Linked DNA regions of Zea mays: region 2 is linked to region 1. The links are chromatin contacts, called in public Hi-C maps. All regions are on one chromosome and are shown on one strand. The core of a region is the stretch at or near the end of the contact, and the rest is flanking DNA. Distances in the headings are between cores, read along the strand shown. Region 1 holds the start of LOC100191172. Region 2 holds the start of LOC100284577 (NAD-dependent epimerase/dehydratase family protein).

Region 1 (6,730 bases), core at 592-3,091:
CCAAAATGTGCTGGTTAATGCCCTCCACCAGAGAAAACCTCCACATAATGCTTACTTCCACACACAATTAACTAAAGCATTGATCTTGATGCCCTAAATTAGAGACTATTATGGGTACAGTACAATTTGCAAAGTGAGGATACAAGGACTTCAGTTGGTCGATATCCAAAGCTCGAGATAGACATGACAATTAAGACAACGAAACTAAACATGGCTAAAAACTACTACTACAAATGTCTGCAGACTGGCACATAGGCATACAAACAATAAATCAGGCCTAACTGCAGCTCTACAACCTACAAAGCGACAAACATAGCACGGCTTCTTTATCTGATCGTTACAAACTTATTTGTACCATGCTTAGCCCAAAACGTCTTCAAGTCAATTGGATTAACAAGATTGTACCCTTCACCAGCAAGCTTCTCAAGCACCTTTTTGAATGCACCTTGGCTCATCTTCCTTCCAGCAATACGTGCGCCCCGGCGCTTTGTGTTCATTGGCAGTGGATACGTTGAAATAGAAGTCGTGCAGCATGCAGACTGCCACCCACCTGCACCCCACCGGTAGCACTGCTGGGGAGCTCCGGTGCACGAGCACACTGGTGTTGGTATGTTGGCAAGGTCCAACTCAATACCGTTAATCATCATCCCCACATTCTTCTTAGGTCCCCTCCTCCGGGTCGCGTGCCCATTAATTGTCCCACCCTCCGGTGGGACAGCAGACTTCTTAGGCTTCTTAGGCTTTGGTGACTTAGGCTGACAGCTCTGCTTCTGGCCCCGCTGCCTCTTCTTCACGGGTGGCCCGGTACTAACCACGGAGTGATCCTCAACCAGTGGAGGTGGTGCTTCGTCTTCCTTGCAAGGAGGAGGCTCCTGAAGCTGTGACTCAAGCTGTGGTTGCATCATCTGAAGAGTATGTTGTGCATCTGATATCATCCCATAGCCAGTAGGATGGTGATGCACAACATGCACGGCATGCACAGGATGGGCAACATGGCCTGGATGCCCAACATGCCCAGCTGGTCCGATAGGGCGAGAATGAAGGACCTTCTGTTCATGGGGATGCTGGTGGTGTGATGGGTGCAGCCAAGCTTCATTGCGCGAGAAGTCCATGTGGATAGGGTGCTGCTCGGCAGGTGTGCCACCAGAGACTCCGCCACCAGCGGAGTCACGGTAATGCTGCGGCTGCTGTGCGTGGAGCTGGTGTGGGGCATTGTGATGCCCATGCTGCTGCAAGAAACCAGCTCTCGGGAGCAGTGGCTTCGTGTCCCGATCAGGTGGCATGGGCGACATGAGCTGCAGGCCGAGGCTGCCTTTCACGGTGTCATAGAAGCCCCAGTTCCGAATGCCCAGGCTGCCGTCGTCGTCGTCCATCTGTGACTACGGAAAAAGCAAACCCACCTCCAGAGACCGCGGTTTAGAGAGAAAACCGGACCTTGTCGCAGTTCTGATCAGCCCATCTCCGCATTCGCTCCCCCGCCAATCGTCAGTCCCTACACATCCATTCTGTCAATCGGATAGAGGCATAGAGCATCGAGGTTCTGACAGAAGCAGACCCCAGGGTGCCGTACCCAAACCCTAGATGCCGAATCGAATCCGAGCCAGTGGGCGTAATACATGCGTGCAGTGAAGGAGGCAGATCCGGATAAAAATGCAAGGGAAGCGGTGGCCGGACCTGGTGATGCTCGCCGACGGCGAAGCCAAGGGCGGTCGCCGCAAGCCTAGTCGTCGACGAAAGGGTAGGGGGGTCTCGGTACGGGAGGCGAACAGATCCCTCTGCTACGTCGGCGGTCGTGCCGTAGTTCTTGACCTCTCCTATCTACCGCCCGGGCAGGCACACCGCCCAGCGCCTCCTCCCCCCTCGCTTCCTACAACTAGCTGCTCACACGCAGGGCCCAGTGCACGCCCCTCTCTGCAGGCCCAATAGAACCCTACACTGTCCATCTTTAGGCCCAACAATAACAAGGACTACGGCAGTGGCATTTTATATAGGGATGACAACGGGTACCCGCGTGTCCACGAGTAAAAACCTATAAGGTGTGTGATTGAGTGTGAGTTTATACCCGCGGGTACAGATGCGAGTTTAATTCTTAACCTGACGGATTTTTTTCTCGCGGGTATGAAAATATTATACCTGTAACCGCAAACCCGCGTACCGTCAAGAGACATATGTGTATGTTTATTTTTATATATATATATATGTATATATGTATATATATGTGTAGTATATTATATATATGTATAAATATATGTATATAATATGATATATATATGTGTGTGTGTGTGTATAATTATATGTCCGTGAGTTTGTGTCACCCACGGGTCGCGGGTATGGGTAGCATATTGTACTCGTCGTGGGTAACCGGTGCGGGTGCGGATTTAATATTAAACCCGTGGATGCGAGTTTGAAAACCCTCTACCCGCAGGTTTCAAACCCGATGCCATCCCTAATTTTGTATTCCTTATCCTTTCTATGTAGTTTTTAGCCTGTAGACTAACATTTTCATAATAGCAATCAAAATATCATAAGTAGCACTTTTGGTCGGTAATATTATGGTTGATTTGGTGACAAGGAGATTATGGTGGGATTGGAGGGGATTGAGGGGGAAATGAACGAATTTCCTCTCCAATCCCCTTCAATCCCCCGTGATCCCTGGTCATCAAATCAGCCCTCAATGAGAAATCCAAAGTCCTGGTTTGAAATATCAAGAAAATGCATATTCTTTTCTATACCAGTGGACAAGAAGAGATGGAATGTTTCATTCCTGGACGTAAGATGTGATGTAGTAAGCTTTCTTTTGACCAACTTTTGAAGTAACACCAACGGTCAAGGTGAGAATGAGGGCCTATAGTTCTTAGAAAGACCATTGCTACTCTAGGTTAGCAGTTCTAAAGTCAGCACGACTTTGATACCACTTATATCACACCCGATTTATGAAGGCAAACCGAATGCGAACCATGTACATGCCAGGATCAGAGATTCACGTACACAACGATTACATAATTGGACATCATCACACATTGCTCAAATAATAGCAGAAAGAAGTAGTACTTTATTACATCATGATGTCCGAAACATCCACAAAATCATTAACTTAAACAATAATCAAAGTGCTAAACGAAACATAGTATGATAAGGCCTTCACAGACAGTTGACTTAGGGTTTGCCGCTAATCTACCCTAGAATTCATCATAGTCCTGAAACTTCTGAAAGTCCTCTACATGGCCTTCATCTTCTCCTGAGTAGGGGTTGCAATAGGGACAACCTGGTGTTTGGTTTTTAAGCAAGGGTGAGTACACATCAACGTACTCAGCAAATGTCCCGTTTGGCTAAAGTGGACTAGCTGTATGTGGGGTGAAGCTTAAAGCAATTGCTTTTAGTTTGTCAGACATTTATTACTAGTAGAGAGCCAAGTTTTAGCAATAACCACAAGTTAATAACCCAAAAAGGTACTCCCTCCAAGAGGAAATACAATGATCCATCATTATAACCATCATCATTAAACCATCACTATCAAGGTATCCAGCATATCTCTAATCAAAGGAGCTCCCAAGACTGCTCATAACCGTGAGCATGGCTGATATACCAGTTTTTAACCCTCTATAGAGGTTGCACGCTTTACCCACGAGTCATGATCCCTTTCCAACCTGGGTTTGCAAGACCCGATCTTCACTACGGAGGTGAATGGATAGGGATTCACTATGTAGCCTTTACAAAGATTCCCTAGAGGTCGTAGCCGCCCATTAGGTTTCTCTAGTTTAACAAACACATTACCTCTTCCCATAGGAGGGGTGACTAACAAAAGCAAAACCAACGAACCTCGACACCCAGCCTCGGTTGTTCCTCTAATTAATCAACTAAGGGTGTCCCATACCACCCTCATGGTTGTATTGTTTTCCCGGGTGGTCATCCAACGAACAGGTCCTTACGGAGAGGTACTCAGGAAACAACCCGAGTCCCCTTTAGTGCCACAATTTCATCATCATAATCAGAATAAGATCATCGTATCATAAAGTATTCTCATCATGTTCATTGATTAAAGTAAAGCACTATCATGATATTAACTGTAGTAGCCAAATCCCAAAAGGGTAATCAAGGACAGGACAAACAGAAAACTAGTCAATCCTTAGGTTGATCATGGTATGCGAGATAGTGAATTAATAAGTAAGTAGGACATAATGGGTCAGAGGACACTTGCCTTCACCAAGTTGCTGCTAAGGAAAATCTCCTGCAACTCCCTCGGGCGGGCGGCCAGGCGGGCGGCGGGATGACAGGGGAACCCCAGCGGGATCGGGCCCGCTGATCAGCGGCTAGGGGTAGGTCTGGCAGCGGTGAGGCGTGGGACCGTTGTAAAGCCCAAAATTTGTATCACAGAAAAATAATGATATAAATAAATAAATATACTTATATGTTAGTGTTTTGGGGATTTTTGGAACCTTTGGAGATTAATCGGTTTCCTCTTTTTTTTGCATATTCAATTAATGGAATTAAATTAGTTAAGTAGCCAACAAATAAATAAATAAATGTGCATCTCATGCTAGTATTTTTGAGTGATGCATTTAATCTAAAAGAGGAACCCTAGTTTGAATTTGAATTCAAATTATGAATTTAAAATAAAAAGGGAAAACAGAAAATAAGAAAAAGAAAAGGAGAACTCGACCTAGCTCGGCCCGCTGCCCCATTTTGGCCCAGCTAAGCCTCCCGCGCCTGCACACGTGTGGACGCTCCCGTGCGTTGGATGGCAGGTGGGGGCCACTCAGCAGCCTCTCTGCCTTAGCTACCTAGGCCAAATGGCTGACCCAGCCTAACCGCGTTGCTGGACAACCTTCACCCGTGTGTGTCGTGTGTCACTGCTTGTGGGTCCCGCTCGTCAGCCCAAACCATGCGCACACATAGCAGCTTCTATGAATGACAGGTGGGCCCCACCTCTACCGGAGCTCCCACAATAGGCGCGCCCATGGCGACGGCTTTGTAACAGCCTGGCCGGGCATGCTGCGGCTGCGCGCATGCAGCTGACTGGGCGAATCCACCCCATCCGGACCATAAAAACCTCTCGCACGGCACTCATTTTCCCCTCCCAACTCCAGAGAACGCCCAACCGAGAGCATCATGGTGTTGCGTGGTAGAAGCAGTGGGGGAGAAGAAGCCGCCGCCAGAGGATCCCATCCGTACCGACATCTCGTCCTCGGCGCACCGCCGAGAAGAATCCTCTGGGCACGGGGCAGCCGTCCGTACCCTCGGGGTGAATCGGGAGTCTCGGGGCGCGGAGATTTCCTCGCCGGCGTAGTGTAATCGTCGTGGTTCCCTCGCGGACGAGTGGGTCGATTTTGGTGCTTTGGGTCTTGGTAAGCACAAGCCTTCCTGGTTCGTCTTTGCCCCGCTACGTGTAGAGCACACCCGGTGTGAGTGTAGGGAAAGAGGTTACAGGTTTGGAGTTCTGCGGTCATGGCGTCCGCCGTTGTTCGGCTCGGCGACGCCGCTGTATGGTTCGAAGGAGGGAGAAAACCCATGCGTCGTCCATCCATGGATGGGCAGTCACGATTAGAGCCCTGAATCACTAAGTCGCGACCGTTCGATGCTAGATTGGACGCTTGGGATTGAAACTCGCATACCCCTTCTTGTTTTAATTCCATGTCGTAGATCTTGAGATCAACGACACCAGTTCGATCTCAGTGAATAAAGCCACATGCCGTAGATCTCTGATCCAAGGGCCAGGGTTGCGTACCGGTTCACGTAAATCAGGATCTAATCTAACCATTTGATTTCTGATCGTGCGGCCAAGATTAACTCGTACCCCTTCGCTGTGGCAAATTAGCATAAGAGCCCCTAGACTTTTAGGCAATCTACCCGCAGTACAGGACATTATTAAAATAATTACTAGAAGGCCCTGGATTTTGCAGAATAGACCCTAGAGAACTCCTGATAGTGCCCGCAACCGAGATAGTAAATAAAATGGGATAAATTAATTCAGAAAATATTTTCTAGTATAAAAATAATTCTAGAAACTTGTTTAATTCATAATTAATCTATTTTAACTCCTTTTTGATCCATTGCAGTTGCATTAAATTCATTTAATATTTTTTTATCATCTAGTAACTTTATTTTGTATGAAACATATGGTTAAATTTATGCACTTAATTTGTTTTATATCTAACACATAATTCTTTAGAAAATCATAACTCTTTAACCGTAACTCCAAATTTAGTGGTTCTCGAACCTACGATCTCGTTATGATGCGTAGATCATTATTATACAATATGTTCTCATGATTGGTGTGATGTTAATTTTGCATATACCATGTTTGTTGGTATTGTTACGTGTAGCAGTGAGGTTACAAGTCACTTGAAGACTAAGTTGGTGAAGTACCTAGGAATCTCAAGTCTAAGGCAAGTTGTGCCCTTGATCACTTCTCTCTTTACCTAATAATGATTTTGTTAATCACTATGACATGCTCAGGTTAATTTGATGGGGCCTAATAGGTTTCTCTAGCATTGTTTATCCCAAACCTTGCAAACATATGAACTATTGGGTAGATTTGCTATTGCTCTACCTAGTTTTGGGTAATTAATGTTATATTATGATCATGTTCTAATTTTGTTGTTGTTTTAATTATTGTTCATGATAAGATCATCATGTTAATTGGAACATGAATAACCACCCAGGAAAACAGTGCTACCACAAGGGTGGATGGGACGTCCTTGACCAAGTAATTAAGAAAGCTAGGGAGAGA
Region 2 (6,465 bases), core at 1,498-3,997, 330 kb after region 1:
GCACAGCAGCCTCTCGTGACACTCGCTTCACACACTGCCATTCTACTGGCCTTTTGTTGCGATTGCATGGATTGGCCAATTGCTGGATCTGCTGCTGGGATGGACGATCACGCTCCATGAATTATATCTCTCGGGAAAAACAGCTACAAGAGGCCAAGGAACCAAGCCACCGTGGTTCCGCTCTCACCGACCACGCTGCTCTGCAACAAAACTCAGAACCGACTGCGCAATCGCCCCACACGCGGTAGGTGTGTTCGGTTGACGAAAATAGAGTGTCCTCGTTTCTGTTTTCTGGAAATTTGGTTTCCAACAGGGCAACAGAAGAAGACCGGAGTGGATTTTAGACCTATATATGGCAAATATTTAAGATTTCACAACACCAAACTACCGGACGCGAGCGCTCTCCACTCTCATATGACTCTCAACCAAAAAACTGAACAGAGCGGATTCACTCTATTTTACTCTTTAACCAAACATGAAATAGAACAGTTCTATCTTACTTAACAAACACAGAATGAAATAGTTTCATTATTAGAAAATAGAATAGAGCCGGTCATTCCAATTTGCTATTCAGCCAAACACATCCTAAAATACCCTGTTTCAGAGAACCACCGGAAAGAGGCAAATGCATCGCCCAATTTCGCACAGGTTTAAATAAATAAATAGATGTGGGGAAGATGCAGGAGCTGCATGCATCAAATCCACTGCCGAAACCTAAACAATGCCGTTTTGGCAGCCTGCGGCTTCTTGGACTTGCATCATGAGCAGGGCATCTTTGAGTTCCTGGCAGGAGTCGTATAGGTCACAGGCTCACAGTGAGCACGAATGAGATAGTGTACTAGTATATTATCTGACCAAAAAAAAAAACATTAATAGTTTAAGCAGAATGGTCTGAATCATAAGGACGGCAGTGACCACGTCTTTGTTCAGACATGGCTCCTTTGCTTTGCTCTGCTGTATATCTATACCCACATCTTTTTTTTCTCTACCTTTTTCTTTTTCTCAAGCAGTTAAGCTTAGTTTATCTATGGACCCTTTTCCATGGCACTAAGCACTGCTATGGTAGTAGTATGGTAGCATCATGAAGAAGCAAAAGCAGCAAGGCTTAAACAATGAGACCATATCTTATGAGCAAGGAGCCTGCTGCTCCCATGAGCAAAATTACACACAGCGGCGGCGGCTCCTCACGATGCTGAGGACATGGCCATGGATTTCCTCTTGGCGGTCTTGCCGGCGAGGACATTCCCGCCCCTGACGTCGACCTTGTAGTACCTGACGAACCAGTCGACGAAATGGCGGAGGCCGGCCTCGAGCGAGGTGGCGGGGCGGTAGCCGAAGTCGCGCGCGGCGTGGCTGACATTGGCGTGCGTGAACGGCACGTCCCCGTTGGCTGGCATCGTGACGACGCGCTTGATCGCCTTCTTGCCCAGGAGCTTCTCGAGGATGGCGACCATGCGGGTGACGGGCACCGGCGAGGTGTTGCCGAGGTTGTACACGCGGAGCGGCGCGGGCCCGCGCTTGCGGCCGGACCTGGAGCCCGTGCTCCTGCCGGCCGTGTCGAGCGCGCCGAGGCAGCCCCTGACGACGTCGTCGATGTAGGTGAAGTCGCGGCGCGCGTCGGAGCCGTCGGCGGCGCGGAACAGCGTGACGGGCTCGCCGGCGACGATGCTGCGGGCGAAGGAGAAGTAGGCCATGTCGGGGCGGCCCCACGGCCCGTACACGGTGAAGAAGCGGAGGCCGGTGATGGAGAGCCCGTAGATGTGGTTGTACGCGTGCGCGATGGCCTCGCCGGCCTTCTTGGTGGCCGCGTACAGCGACGCGGGGCGGTCCGTGCGGTGCTCCTCGGAGAAGGGCGCCTGGGTGTTGAGCCCGTACACCGACGACGACGACGCCCACACGACCGCCGGCTGCGGGTCGGCGTGCCTTGCCGCGGCCTCGAAGAGGGCGACGAGGCCGGCCACGTTGGAGGCCACGTACGCCTGCGGCGCCCGCATCGCGTGCCGCACGCCGGCCTGCGCGGCCAGGTGCAGCACGTGCGTGAAGCGCACCGACGCGAGCAGCCGCTCCAGCAGCGCCGCGTCGTTGACGTCGCCGTCCACCACCGCCACGCCGCGGGACGCCAGCAGCCGCTGCCGCGCGCGCTTCAGGGACGGGTCGTAGTAGGCGTTGAAGTTGTCGAGGCCGACGACGCCGTCGCCGCGCGCGCGGAGCGCCAGCGAGCAGTGCGCGCCCACGAAGCCCGCCGCGCCCGTGACCAGCACCGACAGCGCCCCGTCCCGCCGCGGCGCGGCGCTGCGCCGCACCTCCCGCTCCCACGCGGCGCTCCAGCGCGACGCCGGCCTCGAGCCCAGCAGGCTCCGGTGCGAGTGCCGCGACCGCGAGGACGAGGCGCCGGACGCGGGCGCTGCGGAGAGGCTGAATGAGCGGGAGAGCATGGACGGGTAGTGCACGGCGAAGAGGACGACTAGCGCCAGCGTGGCGAGCACGGTGGCGCGGAAGAGCAGCTGTGACGACGCCGACACCAGCTGCTTGGCCCCCGCCGCGCGCCGCAGCAGCGCCGCGTGCCGCTCCATTCTCACGCCCTTGGCGGCCGCGTCCACCACGCCGCCCGGCATCCCCTCCTCCTCTGCTCCTGGCGGGGAGCGTGCGCTTCGGTGGAGTGGAGTACTGGAGCGGACAGTGGAGTGCGTGAAGTGGTGGTGCTTCGGCGATGCGAAGTGGGGAGCGAGTGTGAAATGTGAGACTGATAGTGATAGCGGTGATGGCAGCAAGATATAAACCGAGGTGACCGGCCGGCCGGCGCGCGGGGCTGCTGCTATCCACGGCTGTGCTTTTTGCTCGAGGGCAATGGTGGTGCATGCGTCAGCACTCACTGTCCGTGTGTCAGGGATTCACCGCGTGAAGAGTGAAGACTCGAGCCTGTGCTGCGCGGGAATGAGTGAGCTCCTGTCCGCTTTCGCCAGGTAGCTGCCGGCCAATCACCGCCGTCCAGGTATCCAACTCACGGGAGTACCGAATTTTTTGTATTTTAGCCCCTAAACTGAAGTAAATTCACGTTTAGACCTAAAAAAATTTTAAACTCAGTTTTGGACCCTTAGCTCGGCGCCATAGCCTGTGGCGCCGAGCTAACACAGCTCGGCGCCACAGGCTATGGCGCCGAGCTATGTGACGTGGAAGTCCGCGTGGCACCTAGCTCGGCGCCACAGATCTTGGCGCCGAGCTAGGAAATAACCGCAAGTCACCTTTCTCTCTGCGTTTCTTCTCTGTTTCTTTTCACTTCTACCCGCCGCCGCCGTTCCCGAGCTAGAAAATCGCCGCCGCCGTTCCAAGCTCCGGCGACCCCGCCCGCCCAGCTCCGGCGACCGCGCTTGTCTTCCGGCGGGCCGCCGAGCTCGCCCACCCCGCCCGCCGACCTCGCCAGCGCCACATACGCCGACCTGCTCGCCCGCCCGCCGACCTCCGCCGAGCTCGCCACCGCGCCACCGCCGGCCCGACGACCGCGCCACCGCACCCGCTCGCCACCGCGCCTGCTTCCGCCCCGGCATCTCCCGCCCCGGCCGCCGCGCGCCCCCGGCCCGCCCACTGCCGCCAGGTAATTTTTTTTAATTTCTTAGTAAACTATTAGCTATTGTTAGTGTTTAGTAATTAGTTAGCTATCCACTTATTTATTGTTTAGTAAATAGTTAGATATTTTGTTGTCAGTGTTTATTAAAATAGTTAGCTAGTTTGTTGCTTAGCATATTGTTAGTGTTTAGTAAATTCTTAGTGATTATATAGTTAGCATTTTGTTTAGCGCATTGATATTACATGTTTTCTGTGTTGGCAACCATCGTGTTGTCGTTTATTCGCAGGTTCTATAAACATCACTTTACAGGGGAGGTGCTGCCAAATTTTTTACTGACAATAAGTTTTTTTGTACGTAGGTGTTCGTCCGACTTGACCTTCTCCACCGTTAGCTGGAGTCGTACGCGTTCTCAGGTATACATAGTTTTCGTACATTATTTATAGATTATGTAATTTCGTTTGATGTGTTTATTTAATATTTATTGTATAGTTATTAGTTAATATATATTTATTACTTAGTAAGTTAGTAGGCTTAAGTATGTAGCCATTATTGAGTTAGTAATCCATTTTTGAAATAGATGGACAGCCTAGTAACACTATACCATGGAGGAAGGGTGGAGATAGATGCTTATGGGAGTGTTACTTTTGATGGTATGAAGATCGTGACCATGTTGTTCGTTGAAAGACCAACTTTTGACCAGCTTTTGGCTCGAGCTTGTGAGGAGATTAGTTGCGACATAAACGACCCTAGAATATCAATTCAGGGTTTGTTGTCCCATATTACATATGGAACAGTTGTCCGACGGTTGATCTCCATTACCTCAGAAGATGATTGGGTGATATATTTAAGAATTGTGAAGACGATGGTTCCACCATGTTTGGATGTGGTTGTTCAAAAGTTACCTGTTAGTCATTGCGGAGGTCCAGTCGGGTTGTCTCCACAAATGCCAAATGCATCTCGTATTGAAGCTCCTTTGGTAGAGCTTCATGAAGAAGTCGTTGTTGTGCCCGATGCTCAATCGGGTCCGCACGAGTATGGGATTTCTCGTCCTATTCCCGGCGTTTGTGGGGCTTCTAATGCGGTGGTACCCCCCCAAGAGATCCCATTGACCCAGGATCCAGTTGACGATCATCCTAGTAAGTGTCTTCGACACATTGTTCGTATCCATCATTATTTCGTTTGATTAGACTTTTTAATGTGGTTTTTCTTGCTCCGACCCGATGCAGGATCTCCACATATCAATAATGCTGATGTTCAGATTGATGTGCCTGTGTCATATAATATGGACAACATATGCAGGGCATCCAATAGTGTTGATGTTCAGATTGAGGATGAGGAGGAGCCATATGAGGCTGCACGGGCCGTAGATTCTGATGATGACCGTCCGGTTCAAGAAATGACCGAGCAAGAAATTGAACTCATAAGACGTTTGTGTCCGGAGCGAGACCCTGCAGTACATGAATTTAGCAGTTTAAGTCATTCCACCCGTGCGTATGCTGAAGGACGTGACGATGAACTGCTAGAGGCTCCGGATAACGCCGATAGCATTGAGATTAAGGTTGGCTTACTTTTCAAGGATCTGCCTACACTGAGACGATGGCTACAGGAATATTCTGTGAACCGGAAGAGGCCGTTCAAGGTGAGACATTCGTATGCACAGCGTCGTTACACTGTTGTGTGCGAGGTGCCAGAATGTAATTGGAGGGTATGTGCCCGAAGGCAGAAGGACACCGGAAAGTTTAAGATCACCAAAATTGTAGGTCCACACACTTGTGCCCAGACAGAGCTGAGCTCTAAGCATCGTCAGTTGACATCTACCCTGATTGCGAAAAGGATATTGGGGATATTGAAGGGTCAGCCAAACTTGAAGGTGAAGTCAATTATGACCATGACTTCGGAGCTGTTTGGTTACAGGATCAAATATGGGAAAGCATGGAGGGCAAAGCAGCGGGCATGGAAGATGATATACGGGGATTGGGAGGAGGGTTATGAGAAGTTACCAGCATTGTTCAATGCAATGAAAGCAAAAAACCCAGGCATGCATTACGAGTACATCCCCAAACCTAATGAATGGAGGAACGGCAAAGAGATATTTTATCGTGCTTTCTGGTGTTTCTCGCAGTGCGTAGAGGCCTTCAGGCATTGTCGTCCCGTGCTCTCTATTGATGGTACTTTTCTGCTTGGGAAGTATAAGGGCACATTGTTGGTTGCCATATCATGCGACGCAGACAACTCACTGGTTCCTTTGGCATTTGCTTTGGTGGAGAGGGAGAACAGAGATAGTTGGTCTTGGTTCTTGCGGCTTGTACGCATCCATGTCGTAGGCCCTGGACGCGAGGTTGGTGTCATATCTGACAGACACCAAGGTATTCTTAATGCAGTGCAAGAGCAGATTCCTGGCTACGCACCCATGCACCACAGATGGTGCACTCGACATCTAGCAGAAAATCTTCTTCGAAAGGATCATAGCAAGGCTAACTTCCCCCTTTTTGAGGAGGTATGTCGTCAGTTGGAGGTTTCGTTTTTCGAGGATAAGTTGAAGGAACTAAAAGATGCAACAAATGCTGAAGGTAAGAACTGGATTGCTGGATTGCTGAGGGAACCGCACAAATGGACAAGGGCCTACGACGAAGGTGGCTGGCGGTTCGAGTTTCAGACTAGCAACATGGCCGAGTCATTTAACAGTGTGCTCAAGGGTATACGGGGCATGCCAGTCAATGCTATAGTAACATTCACTTTTTATAGGCTAGTGGCTTGGTTTAATGATAGACACGCGCAGGCCAAGGCAATGCAGACCCGAGGGCAGAGATGGGCACCTAAACCAACATCACACCTTAATAATGCAAAGGAACGTGCCCATAGACATGAGGTACAATGCTTTGATGAGGAGCTGGGTAAAT

What was found. Hi-C and Micro-C count contacts between places; a contact is called where the count stands out from the background.
Region 2: a contact with region 1 is called in a Hi-C map of tassel, with 2.2 times the contacts expected there. The contact joins the promoter of LOC100284577 here to the promoter of LOC100191172 in region 1. A contact is called at or near these places in 3 of 25 Hi-C or Micro-C datasets (ear, leaf and tassel).

The regions. Positions count from the first base shown.
Region 1 is chr4:45,369,338-45,376,067 of Zm-B73-REFERENCE-NAM-5.0, forward strand. LOC100191172 reads right to left here and starts at 1,842. Exons shown (of 1, transcript NM_001136607.1): 1 at 86-1,842. The coding sequence starts at 1,373. The coding sequence ends at 327.
Region 2 is chr4:45,700,185-45,706,649 of Zm-B73-REFERENCE-NAM-5.0, forward strand. LOC100284577 (NAD-dependent epimerase/dehydratase family protein) reads right to left here and starts at 2,748. Exons shown (of 1, transcript NM_001157472.1): 1 at 922-2,748. The coding sequence starts at 2,615. The coding sequence ends at 1,185.